Linked DNA regions of Pan troglodytes: region 1 is linked to region 2. The links are chromatin contacts, called in public HiChIP or PLAC-seq maps. All regions are on one chromosome and are shown on one strand. Each heading gives the region's core, a stretch centred on a gene start, on an enhancer-like site or on the middle of the called end of the contact. The rest is flanking DNA. Distances are from core to core; before and after follow the strand shown. Region 1 holds the start of MTSS2 (MTSS I-BAR domain containing 2). Region 2 holds the start of CALB2 (calbindin 2).

The links. HiChIP or PLAC-seq counts read pairs in DNA pulled down with a chosen protein or histone mark.
Region 1: an H3K4me3 HiChIP or PLAC-seq map of stem cell-derived excitatory neurons shows a contact between it and region 2, with 8 times the contacts expected there. The contact joins the promoter of MTSS2 here to the promoter of CALB2 in region 2. A contact is called at or near these places in 1 of 7 Hi-C or Micro-C datasets (stem cell-derived neural progenitor cells) and 1 of 1 datasets of contacts at active chromatin or transcription factors (stem cell-derived excitatory neurons).

Annotation. Positions count from the first base shown.
Region 1 is chr18:71,995,767-72,001,661 of NHGRI_mPanTro3-v2.0_pri, reverse strand. MTSS2 (MTSS I-BAR domain containing 2) reads right to left here and starts at 2,493. Exons shown (of 13, transcript XM_054669544.2): 1 at 2,202-2,493. The coding sequence starts at 2,270. It overlaps VAC14 (VAC14 component of PIKFYVE complex), which reads right to left. Exons shown (of 19, transcript XR_010152443.1): 19 at 3,917-5,895.
Region 2 is chr18:71,319,232-71,324,781 of NHGRI_mPanTro3-v2.0_pri, reverse strand. It overlaps CALB2 (calbindin 2), which reads left to right and starts at 3,466. Exons shown (of 11, transcript XM_016930126.3): 1 at 3,466-3,635. The coding sequence starts at 3,542.

The DNA.
Region 1 (5,895 bases), core at 1,244-3,743, 680 kb before region 2:
TGAGCCAGCACTGGGTGGAGGCCCCATTCACCTTGCTGAAGGTGCTGTGCCCAGGCCTATGACCTTTGGCAAGTCTCTGCCCCTCTCTGGGTTTCAGTGGGCAGCCTGACACCAGTGGGCATCTGACCTTGGCCCCCGCTCAGCCCAAGGTCAGGGCCTCCCAGAGGCCCAGGGGAGGGCTTCTGTGGGGCCTGTGGACTCACTGTGGGGTGGCCTCACGGGGCAAGCTCAGTCTCCTCAACCTGGCTGCTGATGGCCGCCCTTCCTCTACGGAGGCCCTGCTGCTCAGGCCACCGAGGGGAAAATCCAGAAGCTGCCCCCCCAAATCCAGGTGGTCAGCTTCCAGGGCCTCATCCCCTTCTCTGCCCCTGGTCATGGCCCCTGAACACATGCCTGTGTCATAGGTAGGGGCGAATCTGTCCTTGGCATCATCCCAGGTGAAGCCTCTCCTGTTTTGCCTCCACATGTCAGCAAATCATGCCCGATGTCTGGCTTGAACCTCTTGCTATGATCTGGGCCCACTTCCTTCTGTCTCATCCCAAAGTTCCTTGCAAATTGGCTGGAGAGGGAGAGAGACTGTCCTGGTCCGCTTCCACGAGCAAAATCTGCTGCTCTCTGCAGTGGTTGCTATGAGGCTGCCAGTGGTGGTGGGTGGTGGGGTGCGGGAAGGCCCATCCGGAGCCAGCTCTGGGATCGGCCAGGGGAGGGTGGTCTGTGTTGCCCAGTCCCTTAACAGGATCCTGGGGCCAGGGCTGTGATGTCCACAGGACAGGCGGGGACTGCTGGGGGCCAGCGGAGGGGCCCAGATGTACAGTTGCAAGAGATGGGGGTCCCAGGGGGAGTGCACCATGAGGGGCAGGGGGTGGGGGGCATCTACAAGCCGCTAACTGGGTAGTCCCAGGCCAGGCTGGCTTCAGGCCTCTTCCGGGGGCAGAGATCTGGCAGCTGTCCCTGGGGCTGTTGTCCTGGCAGCACCGGGAGCCTCGAACTCCAACCTGCCAGCAACCCCCACCCCTCACGGGGCCTGTCCTAGCAGCACTGTACTGGGTGGTGTCACCCCCATCCCTGGCCTGGTGGGATTCTGTGTTGTGCACTTGGAGAATCTGCGCTGGGGTGTGGGGGTGGGGGCCCTTGGGAGATCCTGTGGGGTGCCTCGTTCTTTCCCCTTCTCCTCCCAGCCCCCAAATCCTGCCCCTTCATCCTAGGCTAAGGAAAGGGGGCACGGCAGGAGGGCAGGAATACTGGTTCCTGGCCCCCACCCTATCACTGGAGCTGGGCCCTCTCTGCCTAGTCAGCGTAGGGCAGCCCTGCCAAACCCTGGCCTCATTTGGGGAGAGGAACCCACTAATTTTCGCAGGAGGAAAAATGGGGGCTGAGGTCAGGGGAAGGGTCCAATAGTCTCCTTAACGACCTTGAGCCATTTCCAGGCCTCAGTTTCCCCACCTGGTGGGGTGAGGAATGAATGGGTGGTTGGATCCAGCCTGACCTTAAGCAATCCTGGGAGACAGGAAGGGCTCGGAGCTGAGAGCCCAGGGTGGTAATGGGGTAGGAAAAGCGCTCCCTTGGGGTTGCTCCACCGACCCCAGCCTTCATCCCGCCTCCTCCCAAGGTGATGATCAAGGCCTATCCTTGGGATGCAGGGACATTCAGCCTGGAGACCTTGGAGTCCTGGAGCTTCCTGGGGCTGTGGGGGTGGGGCGGGGCTGGGGGACGCAGTCTCACGGTCGGGTGCAGAGGCCTAGGTCGGCGGGGAAGGAGTTAACGGTTCTCCGCTTTATTATTTTTTCCTGCTTTGGCGGTGACAGCATTGTCTGGGCCGTGGGGGAACATGGTGGTGGAAGGGGGCGGAGGCCGGTAAGACCCCGGACTCGTTAAAGGGCCCTAGAGTCGGTCCTGGATCCAAACCCCATTCATGGTTTGGCGGTCTGGGGCGCAGGGAGCCTGCGTGTGCACAGGCTCGGGTCAGGACCCCAAGGGGCCACCGCGGGCACCGCACGGACACCCCGACACACGAGCACCCACACCCCCAGACGGGCACCCGGAGACACGGGCGCCCAGCAGACGCAGGCAGGACGCGCTCAGACAAGGACACACAGACACCGCGGCGCGCGGCCACACGAGGCTCGGCCACCCGCCGCCACGCGTCCCCGGGGGGTCCCGCACCCGTCGCCGCGCGCCCGGCCCCGCCGCGCCCCGGTTACCTTCATGTCGTTGACTATGGCCTGGAAGAGCCCGCCTAGGGCGCCGCACTCCTTCTCCGCCGTCTCCATGCTCTGGCTGGGCCGGGCCGCGGCGGCGGCTAGGCGCACGGAGCGCGGGGAGCCGCGCAAGGGAGGGGGCCAGGCCGCGCGGGCGCTCGCTCCGAGGCCAGGCCGGGCCTCCCGCCTCCAGGCTGCGCTCAGCGGCCGGCCGCGCCGCGCTCCGGGGTCGCGGGCCTCCGGCGGGCGGCGCGGGCCATGTCGCAGCGGGGCTGGCGGGCGGCGCGGGGGGCGCGGCGCGGGCAGCTCGCGGCGCAGCCTCGGCGCGGGGACTGACGGCGGCGGTAATCCGAGCCGCCGAGGATCGGGCGTCACGTGGGCGCGGCGGAGGGGGGACCGCGAGGAGGGAGGGAAGGAGGGCGGGCCGCGCGGGAGGGGGCTGTGGGAACGGCCGCGCGGGCGCAGGCCCATTCACGGCCAGAAACCAGGGCTTTGAAATCCGAGGCCGGGCGCTGCCAGACTGGTCCGGCGAGCGGGGCCGACGGGCGCGGGCGCCACCGAGGGTCGGGGGGCGGCGCTGGGGCGGGGCCCGCCCTGCCCACGCAGGAGCGGGACTGGCGGTTGGGCCTCGGCCCCCGGGCAGGGGCTCCACGATCTCTTCTGGCCTTTGGTCTGGGGCGGGGGGCTTCTCGCGCTTCTAAAGACAGGCAGTGGGTACAGTGGCGGGATGGGGTCGGTGCATCGGCTGGATGGGTGGGATACACCGCACACAGCAGGGCGCGGGGTATCGTGGAGCCGCCCGCCTTGGGACGTTTCATCGCAGGCACAGACCTTCCTCAAGTTCGGACCTTTCCAAGTTCCTTGGCTCCTTCTCCAAGTGGTGCCGATGCCACCCGGATGGGGTGCCCGAGGCTGGGCATTTGGGGGGCAGTGGTAGTCTCCTGGGCCTTGAACAATCTTCTTCTTCGCGGGTGGGGGCTAATGTCGGACCTGCAGAGCAGAGCTGGACTGTCCTTGGTCTCTGCTGCCTGAGTCCACCGTGGGTGCGATGCACACACGTGCATGGGGTAGCAATGTCAAGCACAGCCTGTCCTGGAGACTCCAGGCAGGGAAACCCACCCTGGGGGGCAGCACGATGGGGGAGCGCACTCTGGGGAAGAGCAGGCACAAGCTCCTTCTCCCCTACTCCATGGGCCGGAGGGAGCCAATTACAAGCTCATTAGGAGACCAAGCCCAGGGTTCCCAAAGCCTGGGGGCAGGTGGTACCACTCCCGGTGAGGAAGGGCTTTCAGCTGCAGCAGTGGTTGGGGCACCTGCCCCTCCCTGGACTGCTCTGGGCTTTTCCTCCCCTTGCCCCGTGATCTGCAAAGTGTTCTGCAGTGTGCATTGCCCTTTCATCCAGGAACTCCTGGGGCTCAGCTCCCATGTCCCCAGTGGGGAACTCCCATTGCCCCAGGGAGTCAGGATGAGAAAGGCAGATTGGGGAAGGCAGGGTTCAGGATTCCAGGGCAGGCAGTGCATGGTGCTCTCTAGGAGGGTGCAGGTTCCAGAGGTGGGGACCTAGGCTCTAGGCCCATAGCTCCACTCAGGTGAGTGCAGGGACCAGGCCCTGGGGCAGCCAGTACTCCTTGGGGCCATCATGAAACCCGATCTCCAGGACAGGGTGAGGCCCCCGGACAGCTGCACGTGTCAGCTGGGAAGGAGCAGGCCGGCTCGGGTTGAGGGTTTTCTGTTATTTCTTTATTGGGGTGGGGGTGGGGTGCATCATTCAGATCTTTGTGCTGGTGCCTACGTGCATACAAGTACACACACACACACATAGGCATGTGTTCACGTATGTATACATATACACACAAGGCCAGAGCTCTAGTGTGCTGGAGGAGGGGCAAGCTCTTTTTCCAAGAGGGTATTAGAAAGAGGTTGATTCCAGAGGATGAGTGGTCTCTGAGGCTATAGCCCCCCACTGGGTGGGCAGCCAGCTCTGTGTGAATGCCAGGGTGCAGCTGACAGCGCTGGAGGCCTGGGGACTGGACTCTCAGAGGAGCTTGGGCAGACACAGCAGCCTCCGGCCCCAACACTGCCCTGGGTTGGCAGGCCCAGCCCTGGTCCTGACAGGCAGGTCCTTGAGCTCCTCGGGAGGGCGTGACGACCCTGAGTGTTTCATAGGACCACTCGGTGGGCCCTCCTCCGTGCCAGGCCTGTCAGAGGACAACCCTCCGGTCCAGGTGGTCCCCACGCCCGCTCCGCTGGTGCCGCACTTCCAGGTGCTTGTTCTGGACCTTCTCAAAGTGCTGCAGCAGCTCTGCGTAGTCGATGCTAGGGGAGTCAGCTCTCTGGGACTTGGGGGCTGCCTTTAGACTGTCTCTGGGAAGAGGGAGCAGAAATGCTCAGTGTCAGGGATCAGCTCACAGGGGGGTTACTGCTGGAGGGCAGTGGGGTCAGAGGCAGAGCCACAGGCTGGTGGGCTCGGCCTCTGGGCGTCTGTCTCAGGCCTGGCAACTCTTCCCTCATGGCCGGCCCCAGAGCTGGGAAGCCCCTGAGCATCCCCCTCTTCCGCAGTTGGTGGGAACAGCTAACACTGCTGCTTGGCTATTGCCCTCGGCCTGTGGGCTGGCGATGGCGCCCAGAGCAGGCATCGCATTGGGAAGCATTTCCTGTTTACGAGTGGCTCCCTTTGGGGTGAAAGCCAGGGCTAGCAGCCAGCCAGGAAGCCAGCTGGGGCCTGGAACAGGGTCTGGGGAGAAGGGGGAGGTGGCAGCTTGGCCCTTTCTCTGAGAGGCAGGGCTAGGACTGGGGAAATGGGAATTGCTGAAGAGCCTCTGCCGGGCCCTCCACTTGGCAGGACATTTGTTTTTGAGTGTTGGGGCCCCAAGGCCTGCAGTCACTCACTGTCCCTGGGAGGAGGAATGCCGGTCTCACCACTGGACATGCCTACAGCTCCTACATTCCTGTTGCTGCCACCCTCTCCAGTTGCTCTGTACAGCAACACAGGTTGTGCACTGCACAGCTAGTGTGCATGATGCTCCCTATAATGGTGCAATGCGGTAGCCTTGCTGTCCCTGTCAAGCCCAGTGCTTAGCTTGCCCCTGGGGATGAGATCCCCTTGGGCTCCTGTCCTGTTCCTACTCACCCTCCAGCAGTGTCTCATGAAATGTTCTGCTCCCTCCCTTTGGCCTCACTGGTTTGGAGGAGCAGATCCATGTGGGCTAGGAAGTATCTGTTTCCAGGCCCTGAGGCCTGGTGGCCCTGGGAAGGGGTCTCAGGAAGACTGTGGGCTGCTCAGCTAAGCAGAGAGTCTTGGGGCCCTTCAAGTTTATGAAAAGATGCCAATCGGCAGGGCCGGGAAGGGGGGTGCAGGCAGTGGCAGAGCACAGGATCTAGACAGACCTGGACCCAACCATAACTCCACCGCTTCCTAGCGGTGTGACTTGAGCACGTGACTGTTTCCTCATCTGCAAAGCGAGGGCTACCTAAGGAGCGGCCCTGGGGTGGCTGCCAAGATGCCTTGACACGATGTGTAAGAGCTTCACCTGGTATCCAGCCCCAGCTTAGGTACCTGGCAGGTGCCACTGTGGCTACAGTTCTGCCCCTCCAACGTGAGGCCAGCCGGGGCCCAGCAGCTTGAGGGTGGAAATAAAGGAGGCCATTTTGGGGGAGACAAAATGGAGCTCCCCCAAAACGAACTCTTGGCCATGAG
Region 2 (5,550 bases), core at 2,217-4,716:
GGTTGTAGGAGCATCACAGGCTTTGGCTCCCGCTGCTGGTCTCTGAGGAATTTGAGGGCCTGTGCATAGTGGAGTGAAGGTTTTTTGGAGCGGTCTTCAGCTCCGCACTAGCTTCCTAAACACCGAGGATATCATAAACACCAGCAGGTATCTGGCTTCGGCCCCCTCTTTAAACTATATGCACCTTTCCCAGGAGCCATAGCAACCCCCAAGGGCTGCAGAGAACCATGGTGGCTCCCATCTTCCTTCTAGATGCAGGACAGGGCAGTCTAAGCTGCTTTCATAGGCCATCAGACAGCTCTGAGTCAGAAGCAAGCGCCAGTCCCAACTCCATATGTGGCCCAAACTCCAGAACACTGCTTACCCCAGCCCACTCTGGAGCCAGGTGACATCTCCAGTTCCTCCTTGCTGCTGAAATCCCCCACAACCTGGAGAGGATTTCTGGGGGTTCCTCCAACAAAACTTGACTTCAGGACAGCCACAAATGCTGCACTCCCAGAAGGCCAATGCTCCTCTCTCCCGCACCCAGACATCTCCCCTGATAATCCCTGGCCTTGGTGGGTGGTGGTGGGCAGGCTGAGCAAGCCAGGAAGACACAAGGCATCTGATTGCTGTGATTCCAGATGTGGCCTAACTGCCACTATTTCAGAACAACAAGAAAAATCCCTCCTCACATCCTTGCATTGGTAAGAATACCTGCCTATTAATTAAGCACTTACGGCTGCTGGGGTTCTTGCTAGCTAACCCCTTGATTACATTCTTTTTGGTCCTTCCACTGACTTTGTGAAACTAATTACCTTGATTTTTAGAAAGGTTCAAAGAGGTTAAATAGCTTTGCCCAAGGCCTCACAACCAGCAAGAGGGTTTTGAGCCCATATCTATCTGACTCCAGGGCAGGAACTTGTAACTGCTCAATGTGGCTGTTTCTGCAGGACTCAACTTGGAGATAAACCACAAATGCACCAGCTTGGGCTCCTCAGTCCTCCAGGAATGGGCCTCCCAGAAACAGACCAACTGTGCATCTGAAATGAACGAGGCAAGACTGTCCCAGTAGACAGTTTAAAGGTCACTGTGGCCACCCTACTGTCATACCCAGAACCATGTCCCCCTGATCTCAACAGCTCTGGAAAGCAGGAAGTAGGAGCTTCACTCTTTACTCCTCACCAGGAAAACCAAAGTAGCACGGGGACACTGGCTTTGCTTCTTGGAGAAGCAGGGATGAGCTCTCTCACCCAACACAGATTTGGGACAGGGGCCTGAATGACAGGTGTCAGAGCCCACAGGGCTGAGCCTGGCCCCGTGGGGGGCTGTGCAGCGCAGTGGTTAAGAACTTGTGTTCTGGAGACAGTATCTGTCTTAGCCTTTCCCGTTGGCCTCCCGTTGGGGTCAGCCCCTCCAGGATCCATTCATTAGCTACCCCAGGGGAGGTGATGCTGACTGAGAAATTTCTTGCCAAGCCAACCACTGATCACTGGTTCCATGAAGGGCAGCAGGAGCCCTAACTCATTTAACCCTCAGAACAATTATATTATTATTATTATTACTATTATTAGAGACAGAGTCTCGCTCTGTCGCCCAGGCTGGGGTGCAGTGGTGCGATCTTGGCTCACTGCAACCTTTCCGCCTCCCGGGTTCAAGCGATTCTCCTGCCTCAGCCTCCCAAGTAGCTGGGATTACAAGCATGCACCACCACACCTGGCTAATTTTGTATTTTTTTTTTTTTTTTTTAGTAGAGACTGGGTTTCACCATGTTGGCCAGGATGATCTCAATCTCTTAACCTCGTGATCTGCCCACCTCGGCCTCCCAAAGTGCTAGGATTACAGGCATGAGCCACCGCACCCAGCCAACAATTCTAAAAGGCGTATGCCCACATGCCCATTTTGCAGAAGAGAAAAACTGAGGCAGAGACAGGTTATATAATTTGCTCAAGGTCACACAGCTTATTCTGGGATTCGCACCCAAGCAGCCTGATTCTTCAGTGCCTACTCTTAACCACTGAGTCATCCTGCCTCCCTAGGGGCTTTGGTGAATCTCTCAGCAAGGTGGATGGGTACCTCTAAAGCTAGCTTTTGATGACTTCTCTCCCCAGTCTGTTCCTGCAAGTAACTCTAAACACATTCACCCTAGGCAAAGAACAAGTGGTTTTGGAACCTGCATTCTCTATTGCCCCTTTGAGACTTGCTCTGGGCTTGGCCCTCTCTCCAAGGGACAACCCTCTCTCTATCTCCTCCTGGGTTCCCCTCTCCCCCAGCGACCTCCTTTTCATTCTCACTTACCTCCTTGCCTTTCACTCTCCTCTTGGAAGGTGGTTCAGCTAACACTCATTAGCACATGTTAAAGATCGCCAATTCATGTCTCAGTCACTCCGTGGCAGGAGAGGGGAGAAAGGAGGGATGATGCTGTCACTCTGTGGGTAAGGTGTCTTACCTTACCACAAGGCCAGGACAGACCCCTAAGGGCTCAGACCGCAGGAGAGAATGGGGAGAGGGCCCAGCTCCCTGCTGGGGAGTCCTGTCTGCTGCCCTCGGGATGTGCGCTCAGTAGCTGCGTCTATTTTCTCTGAGACCAGCTCAGAACATCCCCAAGACAGAGTTGGACGTTGTTCTCTGTCCACCGGAGCAGGCACATTCCCACGATGTCCCTAGGTGGGCGTGGTTAAGACCTGGTACGGGTTGATCTAGTTCTGCCACCCCCTGGCCAAATGTCTAAAAGACCCCCAGAGCATGGCCAGCGTGAGGCAGGTACCAGGGGTGGAGGGAGGCTCCGAGGGGACGGATATACCAGGACCCAAACAGACAGTGGAAGCCCCCCACCCCCACCCCACGCCACTTCCATCGGAATCCTCCCGGGGCACTGCTGATTCCAGCTGCTCCCCACTAAAGCCTTGAGAACTCTTGGCTGCTCTGCAAGACTGAGCCCCATGAAGGAGCCACGTGCTGCGTGGAAAGAGTGCTGAGTTCAAATTCTAGCCCTGCCACTAATTTGCTGGGCCAGTCACTTAATCATCTTAAGTCACAAGTACCTCATCAGAAAAGTGGTCCCAGCTCTTCCTGCTGTGGAAGGATCAGAAGAGAGGAGGCACAACAGAGACCTAGTGAACTCCGAAGCCCGAGTGCTAAATATTTGTCAAGTTTGTGTTAGTATTACTATTAGTGTTGTTACTGCTGTTATTATTATTGCTATTGCCAACAATAATAAGTGGTGGATGTACTCGAGACGGTCGGGAGGGAAGGCAAGGGCAGCCTCTCCCTCATTTTCACCGAAAATCCTCCGGGTGTCCCTGGCCCGGCGCCGAGGGGCCTCAGCGCAGAGGTAAGGGCCCTCTAGGAGTCCGGGCCGAGCCTCTCGCGCCGCCGCCCCCGCCGCGCCGCGCCCCGGTCGGATTCCCTGAGCGCGCGCGCCCCCTGCTGGCGGCCGGGCGCAGGCGCAGGCTCCAGAGCGTATATAAGGGCAGCGTGGCGCACAGCCCCAGCGCGAGTGCCAGAGCCCAGCCGGCGCGGAGCGGGAGCGGTGCAGGCTGAGGTCTCCGAGCGGCTCGCCATGGCTGGCCCGCAGCAGCAGCCCCCTTACCTGCACCTGGCCGAGCTGACGGCGTCCCAGTTCCTGGAAATATGGAAGCACTTTGACGCAGACGGTCAGTAAAGCTCCCAACTTCTGTGCCCATTGGCACCCAGGGGATCTGCGGTGAAGGGGACAGGGGGCGGCGCTGAATGCGGGCAGGTGTACGTTTGCCCTCAGGAGGTGGTCTGGTCGCAGAGCCTGCTGGGGTAGGGGTCCCGGGTTTGGGAGACATCCGGCTGCTCTGGGCACAACTGTCAGTAACTTTCTTCCCTAACATAGATGACCCAGAGCCCACCCGCATTTGCACCTTTATTCTGAGCAAGTGGGAGCTTTCTCAGAGAGGTGGCCTGGGCTGGGAAGGCCTCCAGGTTCCCCCTGCCATCTCCCCCACCTCCCCTGCCTTCAGCTGCTCCAGCCACAGGTCTCAGAAGACCACTCATTTCTTTCCTCCTCTTCCCCTTTTGTTGAATGCTAGGTTAGCCCCCTTACCCTGCTGGAGGCTGGGATAAATTAGGGGATCCTGAAGGGAAACGTGGCCTCCCCAGCTTGATTGGCTGGGAGCAGGAGTGGAAAATGGCACTGGGGGCCCTGAACACCCCCCTGCTTCCTTTGTCCATTTTCCAGCCGCCGTGGGCATGTAGGTTTCCCAATACAGCAGCAGTGGGTGTGGTGGCGGGCAGCGTTGGGGTGCCAGTCCCAGACCTGTTCCCTCATAGTGATAATCCTGGGTACTCTTGGTGACTTCATCCCTGGGTAGGGGGAGGCACCACCCTAAGTGCCTCAGTGACTAACCCTCTGCTCTGTGTGGTCTTGACACTGACTCACCCAAAAAGCAAGGGCCAGACCAAATGACCTTTGGAGGTAGCCCCCAGCACTGGGATTCCAAGTGCCTGTGGTGGTCTGACTCAGGCATAAAGGGTGGTCCCCCTTTAGAGGCTTTTGATATCACTAGAGACTCTGTTTCTGTTACTCCGAAAAAATAAGTGATCGGATTTCCCTCTCTATGCACAGACCTGGCTAAGACGAGCATCCAAAATATTCTGGCATCTCAGACATTTTGTGGTGTCTGTAGCTACCCTCCCCTCGGGTAGCTAATGGCTCCTGGAGGGGCTGACCCCAAAGGGAGGCCAACGGGAAAGGCTAAGACAGATGCTGTCTCCAGAAGACAAGTTCTTAACCACTGCACTGCACAGCCCCCCAGGGGGCCAGGCTCAGCCTTGTGGGCTCTGACACCTGTCATTCAGGCCCCTGTCCCAGATCTGTGTGGGATGACAGGGAGTTTATCCTGGGGTCTGATAGCAAGGGGGATGGAAAACAGAGGGGCATCAGGTGTGCCTCACTCCATTCTTCCCTCCTCCCTTCCTCGCCTTGGCAGGGTGTGGAGGTGGCTGAACAGAGATCCTCTGCCCAGAGTGCTATGGGGAGGCAGGGGTTAATGTCTGGGGATGCTAATGGGTGAAATTTTGTTTCCTTGGAGCCAACTGAGAAAGCTAGAGGGGTAGGGGACTAGGCATTTGAATACCTGAGTTAGGACTGTGCTCTGCCTATGAATTACTGACGGAAGTGGGTAGATGGTTAAATCTGTAAAATGGGGCTAAGGAGGGATTGTGTTTCCAATCCCCAGCTCCTGCCATAAAATTCCCTTGGTACAAAGTGCTCTCCTCAGAGAAGTGCAGGCTTTTAGTATTCCAGATGACATGCACATTCCCTAAGGAGGCTCCTGCCAGTTTATCTGCACCAGACTTGCATGATTCAAGGAAAGTTACCAAGCAGCCAAGGTTACACCACTGGCTTCCTGGTAGATGAGTCAGCTATAAACAGAGGACTCTATAGTTCTACTTTCCCCCATTCTCAGAGGGACAAGCAAGAGCACTGTCCATAACCACGCAGATCCTTACGTTGATCTGAGACATTGTACTTAAGCACAATTGCACTTTCTCAAGGTGTGAGGCTGCTGGGCAGACCATGACTCCCCTTATACAGATGAG